Regions from separate parts of the Mus musculus genome. Here all the other regions are linked to region 3. Evidence: chromatin contacts called from public Hi-C and promoter capture Hi-C data. All regions are on one chromosome and are shown on one strand. The core of a region is the stretch at or near the end of the contact, and the rest is flanking DNA. Distances in the headings are between cores, read along the strand shown. Region 1 has its middle 49 kb from the start of Zfp518b. Region 2 holds the start of Tmem128 (transmembrane protein 128). Region 3 holds the start of Slc2a9 (solute carrier family 2 (facilitated glucose transporter), member 9).

Region 1 (2,700 bases), core at 188-2,687, 160 kb after region 3:
GAAATTGTTCTTCTTTCAGGGGTTTCTCTGACTCCAATTCTTCCCACCAGAGGAAACGTTATAAAACCCAGAATCTATGCTCAAAGGAATTTCTCTTCTTTGTTTAGCAATTTTCTGGACGTATACAGCTGGTCCTAGTGAGGGCTGTTAATGGTTTTTTTTTTCCAAAGTTTTGCTCAAAGGCCAAGTTTCCAGTTGTAATAATGGGAAAACAGAACCCAGCATTTTTGACATTGTAAGGGCATTAGAGTGAGCTGAGGAAGTGAATGGTCATTTGTGCCAACCGTTGAGTCCCTGCATCTAGCGGGGCAGGTATAACCACAGAGTGTTTCACAAGCAAAGGAAGGGAAGTAGCTTCTATAATAAGGAACCTGTTGCATGAGTCTGAACCTATGTTTTCAAACCACCCATGGATATTCAACACGTTAACCCCTCCCAGATGACTCCCCTGTGTTCTTACTTCAGTGTGCTCGTGTTCTCTGATTCTGATTCTTTGGCATGATACTTTTCAGGGTTCCCCCACCTGTCCCTGGTGCACACAGTTTAGAGCTGTAGAGGCCCTGGAAGGTGATGTCCTGGGAGAGGCAGGGCTCGTGAATACAAATGAATAGAAATGCCAACGTTTTCCTTTCCTTCCAGCAAGTCACTTTCTCTGTGGTTCACTGACCTTTGCATAAGGGATGCAGAGAGCTGAACCCACCGCTCTTTCCAGCCAGAGATCTTTGAAAGCATTCTTTCAGGAAGAATCTATAGGACTGTTAAAGTCTTGGTTCCTGCAGGGTGCTCCGCCTGCATCCCCACCCCTGCCCCAGGTAAAGGCTGGTCTACCACTGCTCAAGCTCCTCAGTGATAAGGCAGTTGCCTAGCTGCAATTCAAATCCCCGGGAGGGAAATGGGGAAGAGCTTTGTCTTAGGCAAGCTGCTAGGTTTTAGGATAGGAAAAGAGTAGCTTTGGGAATGAGTCTGAATGCCAGCTGTTCCATTTACAGGTGAGGATGCCTAGGCCTGGGCTGGCAAAATCTTGCTCCCAGGATCATTCAGATAGTACTGACGCTTCCTTGGGGCTAGGTATGTAATGCCTAGCAGACAAATCCACACAAGAATGTCTGGTCAAGGGTAAGACTGTTCCTAAAATTGTTATATCGGGTTCCCCTCTCAGGCTTTAAGCAGTTTTTCTGAGAGGGGTTCCTGTTGCTCATCTCACCACACAAGACCTTTGTATTCCTCAAAATGGACACATGGAGCCTGTCCAACTTTGCTGTGGCCTGACCTCTGACCTCTGGCCTGGGCAGGAGTGCAGGTCTTGAGTGATAGAGAGCAGCCACTTCAGCAGCAATCCTTCCCTGGGCTTCCCTGCCCCAGGATGGTGCTCCCTCCTGCTCCATCTTGCAGGGCACCTCAGCAGCACAGTCTGTGTTTGTTTGTAGAGGGTAGCAGGACTCTTAGATGAGTGTGAAATGTCAAGACTCAGAGTTCAGCTAAGAAGGACTCCCACTCAGTCCTAGCTGTCTTGAGTAACAGAGTGGGTAGTTTAACTCCATTTTTTGTTCCAAAATTGGGAGTTGTTTAAAAGGGCCGAGAGGTAGGCCCAGTACCACCTTGTCAGTAACTGGTCAAGGACTCAGGGACACAGATTCTAGAAGCTAGGAAGAAAACAGCCAAGGAGCATGATCTGGACCTCAGATTTGAGAGCAGCAGCAGCTGATGGTCACAGCAGCACAGGTGTCTTAACAGCTGGTTCAGGCTAATCAGGCCCATGGGCACTCCGAAGGAGGAGCGATATGGGGCTCTGTAGCTCACCCTAGCTGACCTGGCCATGTGCAGGCATCCTCTTGACAGAGGGAGGATGCCACAAAGATGGAAAGAATAGCCCTGAGCCTCGGTTCAGGCTCTCTTCCAAAAAGGCAAATATTTCCCACATGGTCAACTAGGTCATGGGGGGGGGGGGGCGGGGGATTCCTGTTTATATTGTTCATCAGCCGAATATGCAAGCCAGGATTTTGATGTGAAAAGATGGCCATATGAAGCCAGCCCCACCATCTGTCCCAGGCTCAGCTTCTGTTTAAGCAGTTCACAGTTTTAATTATAACCAAGGGGATGGGCCAGAGGACAGCTTAAGGAAATGACAATCAAGTAAGAAGCTAAAACAACGATGACTTCAGTTTGAACAATGCAATTAGATATTTTTAGAGATGGTAGTTAAGATGTGCTTTAAGAAAATGTTTGCTGGACATGGTGGCGCAAGCCTTTAATCCCAGCACTTGGGAGGCAGAGACAGGCGGATTTCTGAGTTCGAGGCCAGCCTGGTCTACAGAGTGAGTTCCAGGACAGCCAGGGCTACACAGAGAAACCCTGTCTCGAAAAACCAAAAAGAAGAAGAAGAAGAAGAAGAAGAAGAAGAAGAAGAAGAAGAAGAAGAAGAAGAAGAAGAAGAAGAAGAAGAAGAAGAAGAGGAAGAAAATGTTTATGTGCACCACGGACATGCAGTGTTCATGCAAGCCAGGAAGGCATCAAACTGCCTATGATAGGTGGGCATGAGCCAACTGATATGCATACTGGGAACTGAACTGGGTCCTCGGTAAGACTAGCAAGGGCTCTTAACTACTGAGCCATCTCTTCAGCCCTGAGATGGTATTTCAAACTAGGTTGAACCTCAGACAATATCAAGGATTTTTAACTTTTTTTTTAATAATTATTTTT
Region 2 (2,700 bases), core at 100-2,599, 220 kb before region 3:
CTCTTCTATATCTGAGGTCAGGTTTGAACCAGGAGCACTTCAAGAGCAGGGTCAGTTCTTACTCATCTTGTCTCCATTGTCCGGCCTCAGGCATGGCAGTTCATAGTGAATAGCAGGTGCAATACACGCTTGACTGGTTAAGCACAAACTTTCTCAGCTCATGACTCACTAGGGAAAGAGTAGGAGAATAAACAATAGGACTCTTGATAGAAGAATAAGTTGTGATCCAGTGAAATGCAGATTATGGGCACTGGGTGGTGGGAACAATTGGCTGGAAAAGAAGGCTGGTTCCCACAGTCCAGAGAGGGCTATTTTTCACAAGCCGAGAGAAGAGGGCTCACAGGATCCCTAAACCATTGGTTTTCCCTCAAGCCCAACAAACCAGATATAGAGATGGATATAATGTCTATTAGGCAGAAAAGCAAATAGTCTTGGGTTCCTTCCTTGCCCAAAGCCATGCAACCTGTAAGTATTACCAGAGACAAAATGAACAGAATACCAAAGTAGTGATCACAGAAAAATAAAACAAATCAAAACAAACAACAACAACAACAACAACAAACAAACAAAAACCTTATTTACAGCAAATTGGAACAAGGGGGAATTGCTTCCAAAATGAATTCCCAGAAACTGGGGAAAGCTGCAGTTTATAAGAGGAATGCAGACTCTGGAGGCAAAAGGTGTCATCACATCTGGGAGGGAGTTTCCTGCAGAGTTAGTCAGATTGCATGCTCTTTCACTCATCCAAGCTATGAAAGTGAAAAATTGAGGACCTTGAGGCAGTATCATCTGCCTCAGAGTTATACTTCTGAACAACCTTAAAAGTGAGGAAAAACAAGCCGGGTATGGTGGCTCACGCCTTTAATCCCAGCACTCGGGAGGCAGAGGCAGGTGGATTTCTGAGTTCGAGGCCAGCCTGGTCTACAAAGTGAGTTCCAGGACAGCCAGGACTATACAGAGAAACCCTGTCTCGAAAAACCAAAAATAAATAAATAAATAAATAAATAAAAATGAGGAAGAACAGCTCATTATTGGGGCTCAGAATGCTGAATATGAACCCTGTCACTTTCCTGCTTTCTGGTAAACTGACAGGGATGTTGGGGGAGTGCAATTTCTTTTAATCTCAGAGGTCGTTTCCCCCTAATCTGGCGGTTCTTTGCTGTCCCTGGGACTGCCTACAACTCATCCCAGACTAGCGGTGGAACCCCTACAGAGCTGGAGTAACCGGGAGACTGGGGCTTGGAAGTTTAGCCTTGGATAGAAGGTTATTTTCTACGTTTAGGCGCTGGAAACTGGATGTTCTCAGGACCGCGCAGCCAGAGGCAACGCTAACCTTGGTCCTTTAGAGCTTCCATAGATAGTAATAATACAGGGACCCACTGCTCCTGAGACCAGAGATCCGTATTTTAAAGTTCAAGTGCTTCTTGGTGATTTAGTGCGGTTTCTTCGCCCACTAAAACCGCCAAGGTAATACAGTTTTATTCCGAGCGTCCGGAGATTCCGCCCTTGGACCTGGCGCCGGAAGTGCTGCGTGCGGTCACTTCCGTCGCACTGGCGGGCGCCAAGATGGACGCTCCGTGGGCTCGGGAGCAGCTACGGCGGCGTTACCTGTTTCCTTCCGAAGTAGAGCTGGACTGCGAGGACGAGGCCAAGCCGGGTGAGGCTCCCCAGACTCTGGGGCCCAGAGTGGGGCCGCGAGTCGGTGTCCAGGGTCCTGACAGGTCTTTCAACCATCCCATCCTCCCCTGAGCCGTATTTCCGCATTCCGTGGAGAGTCGACTTAATGCCGGCTTGGAAACCCCCTTTAAAACTAAAACCAAAACCGACCACTTCAGCTTTGCCCCAATGTAATACGGTACGGATGTATGTACTTAGCTGCCTGTCAGCAGAAAGCTAGCAAAAATCAGTTTGGATTAGATGTATCTCTGCCTGGACATCAGATAGACTTTTCTGTATCCCTGTGGGCCGTTTTCAGAAGGTATCTCAGAACAATATTTATGACATGTCACCATTTGGGTACGAACTACACTCCATTATGTGTTTTTGCCTGTAGATGCACAGAATAAAAAGCAATTTCATAGGAACGAATCATGCTAGCTTCCTATAGGCTAGAGAACGGTAAGGATGAGATACACTTTATTTTAGAGCTGTTTGACCTGGATATTGTAAGAACTTTATTTGTTAGCTTTTCAAAATAAACACTGGCAGTTTGTGTGCATTTTGAGAATATCTTCAAGAATTTGTGTTAGTAGTAACCTCTCTACAGACTGATAGTCTAGAGACCTCACTTGGAAACCAGTAGTCCTCATACAGAGATGGCATGTCGGAATCCCTTCATTTTGTTTGCAGGGAGAGCAGTGACTCGCCTGTCAACTGTGCAGTCTATGCTGTCTTCCGGGGCTACAGCTCTGGTGTGTTACTCCATGTTGGAGCTACCCCAAAAGCTGATGTCTGTTTAAAATATTTTGGTATAAATTTTATTGTATTTGGCGTTTTCCTTTTATTAGTGTATGCGCACTCATTAATTGGTACACGTGCTTTTGGAGGCCAGAGATTGCGCATCTTGCTCTTTTGGTCTCCACATTTTTTTTGAGACTAGATGTCCCTTGGCCCCTGGATCCACCTGTCTCTGTGGATGCTGGGGATGAACTCAGGTTCTCATGTTTGTGCAGCAACCATGTTACCTGCTGAACCCTCTCA
Region 3 (2,700 bases), core at 163-2,662:
CCCATTGCCAAAGCCCCTTCCTCTGAACAGCTTCCTGAAAGCCACCACCCATGTGCCTCCCCCAGCTCCTCCCCCCCCACCCCCCCACTCCCTGCCATCTCTCATGTTTATCTCTGATTCAACTTTGGATCCTAACACTGCAGCTTCTACAGTGTGTAAGCTTTGACCAGTAACATGGCCACTCCTTGATCAGCTTCCTCATCTTTAAGATGAGGGTGGTAATAGAATCCACACCATAAGGGGTTTGCAGGAGAAGAAGAGGGCCGGGCACTGCATGTGTGCCCTGTCAGGTTCCAGGGGGTGGGGCTTATCCTGAGGGCTGGGACTAGGTTGCTTGTCTCCTGTGTCTGGTGCCAAGCCTGCTGCCGAGGCAGTGTGCAGTTCCTGCGTGCTGGGGGCATGGTGGAACTGCCTAGTGCCAGCTATCTTAAGCCTCTTTTCTAGACCCTGCCACCTCCCCATGGCTCTCAACTCTCATCTTAATTAAGGGTGGACTACTCCCATCAGATCTGGAAGGGTCCTGCTCGGCAAGGGAGAATGGCATATAGAAGCTGTCTCCTGCCTCAGCCCCTCTTCTGGGGCGGGGGGGGGGGGGAGGGGTTTCCTTGCTTCTCTGTCTCTCTGTCTCTGTCTCTCTGTCTGTCTCTGTCTGTCTGTCTCTCTCTCTCTGTCTCTCTCTCTCTCTGTCTCTCTGTCTCTCTCTCTCTCTCTCTCTCTCTCTCTCTCTCTCTCACACACACACACACACACACACACACACACACACACACACTTCTTCCCACTGGACACAGATAAGAGGAGGAGTCTATGATCAAGAGTATTACTGTTTGCCTGCCCTAGGAAAGAAAAGGCAGTCAGCTCTGAGCAAGCATGAGAGAGCTGTCCACCAGAGCCTCATTCTCAGTGCCCTGATGGGATGGCAGAGGTGGTAGAGAGTGAAGGCTAAGGAGAGAGAGAGAGAGAGAGAGAGAGAGAGAGAGAGAGAGAGAGAGAGAGAGAGAGAGAGAGAGTTCAAACTCCAAACTCCAGCGTTCCCGCTCCAGGTGGTATGCTCCACAGCTGCCAGACAGGGGCTGAGCTCTGTCTGGTAGTAGCAGCTACCCAGGCCTGCACCCCCCACAGGACAGAAGCCGGTCTGTGTTTACCTTTGTCCTCCTCTGCTGGTGACCCACAGAGAGCTCCCCAGGGCCACCGGTGTCACACATCAGGGAAGCTAAAGCAAGCTCCCTGGAATCCATCTTTTTTCTTCCTGGCTCCAGGACCCTGGACTTGCCAGGGCATCTCTGCAGCGAGGAGGCAGAGTCCACAGGAAGGAGGGCAGAGCAGGAAGCGTGGCTCTGTGATCATGCCTGAACAGGAAGCGAGCGACATTGCTCCCCTGCTCCCAAGCAACTGAGACAGCTTCGCTCCCCGGAGTCACGCCCAAGTCATGGTTTTTTTTTGGTTTCGTTTTGTTTTGTTTGGCTCCCCTCCCCCCCCCCCTCCATTTATGATTCTCTCTAACAAGGCCAGAGCTCTGGATGGGGCAGCTGGCACAAACCCAGAGAAACCTCCTAAGAATCAAGGCCAAAGGTTGTTGGCTTTCTCCTTAGAAGCTGGATGGGTTCCAGCACTGACTCCTCCTCTTATCTGTGTCCACGGGCAAGTCTTGGCCGTGCTCTGAGCTTCCATTCTGTCGGGGCAAAATGAAATATTGATCTTTCTCTAATTGTCCTGCAGAGTCAGTTCTGCTGCTCAAAGAGCAAATGGGCAGAGCAGCGTGCAGCGATGTCGGTGGCCCTCTCTGCAGGTCCTAACTGGCTCAATAAAAGCGTAACGCGTAACGAGACAACGACCTTGTATGCCCCAGGACAGCCTGAGAATTAATTTACTCTGTGGTCAGTTTGCTTCAATGTCAGTCAGAGAAGTATTTTCAGTGAGCCATGGTCAAGGCAGGCTACGTAAATTATGTGTTCTGATAGGGTGGGAGGGGACAGAAGCAGGCTTGGTCAATGAGGAATGTGTAGGGAGTGAGGGGCAGTGTTCAAGTCCCCACACAAGACTCTGAGAAGCTGTGTCTGGAAAGGACATGTGGAGATAAAGAAGGTGAGAAAGGAAACTTCTGGGGACATGATTGTCACATGCACGTGAAGGCATCCAGCCCAGATGAGACAATGCTGTCCATGGTAATGGAAGGAGACAATGCTGTCCAGGGTAAGCAGGGACCACCCTGGGCGAGAAAGACCAGCCTCGGTTCAATGCCAGGGATTCACAGAGCCCAGGTAACTGCTCAGCCTGACATTCCTCACCCTGGGACACCTTCTGCAGGCACAGATAGCCAGATAGCTGATGCTGGTGACAGGGAAAAAAAAAGCCTACATGGCTGGGGCCTAAGGTGCAGGAGGGATCTGCAGAAGAGAAGTTGGGGATAGCCGCATTCCTTCACACCAAGGACTTCACAGTCATGGTCTCCTTTCTCCCTCACCTGCTCCCCAGCTTCCCTCTGTGCTGTTTTCTTTTCCACTGCAACAGTTCTCATCAGCTAGTAAAAGCTTGCTGAGATGCATCAGGTGACCCCTATCCGACTTAAAACTTCCCGGGTTCACCCTGGACAAGTTCAAGAGCACCAGGATACAGGTGGTTAACACACACGTGCAAGAACAGCTGGGCACTCTGTCAGGGAGGGTGCCAAGGCCCTGTGTCACCCTGTGGCTGTCTTGG

The links. Hi-C and Micro-C count contacts between places; a contact is called where the count stands out from the background. Capture Hi-C pulls out chosen DNA fragments and counts their contacts.
Region 1: a contact with region 3 is called in a Hi-C map of cerebellum, with 2.1 times the contacts expected there. The contact joins the enhancer-like site here to the promoter of Slc2a9 in region 3. A contact is called at or near these places in 14 of 484 Hi-C or Micro-C datasets (the C2C12 cell line, the N1E-115 cell line, adipose-derived mesenchymal stem cells and 8 more) and 1 of 9 other capture datasets (pancreatic islet).
Region 2: a promoter capture Hi-C map of liver shows a contact between it and region 3. The contact joins the promoter of Tmem128 here to the promoter of Slc2a9 in region 3. A contact is called at or near these places in 4 of 39 promoter capture datasets (cranial neural crest, liver, neutrophils and 1 more), 3 of 484 Hi-C or Micro-C datasets (Sertoli cells, bone marrow-derived macrophages and double positive thymocytes), 11 of 115 datasets of contacts at active chromatin or transcription factors (the 230-238 cell line, bone marrow-derived macrophages, effector CD8 T cells and 5 more) and 4 of 9 other capture datasets (adipose tissue, liver, macrophages and 1 more).

The regions. Positions count from the first base shown.
Region 1 is chr5:38,634,629-38,637,328 of GRCm38.p6, forward strand. No RefSeq gene overlaps it. Among named protein-coding and RNA genes, the nearest start is that of Zfp518b, 49 kb to the right of the region's middle. Within about 2 kb of position 1,438, at least 15 of the 459 cell types and tissues checked have an H3K27ac peak or open chromatin away from gene starts, as enhancers often do. A contact at or near this core is called in cerebellum, where this site is marked.
Region 2 is chr5:38,258,836-38,261,535 of GRCm38.p6, forward strand. Tmem128 (transmembrane protein 128) reads left to right here and starts at 1,350. Exons shown (of 5, transcript NM_025480.4): 1 at 1,350-1,657. The coding sequence starts at 1,567.
Region 3 is chr5:38,478,894-38,481,593 of GRCm38.p6, forward strand. It overlaps Slc2a9 (solute carrier family 2 (facilitated glucose transporter), member 9), which reads right to left and starts at 1,413. Exons shown (of 12, transcript NM_001102414.1): 1 at 1,146-1,413. The coding sequence starts at 1,238.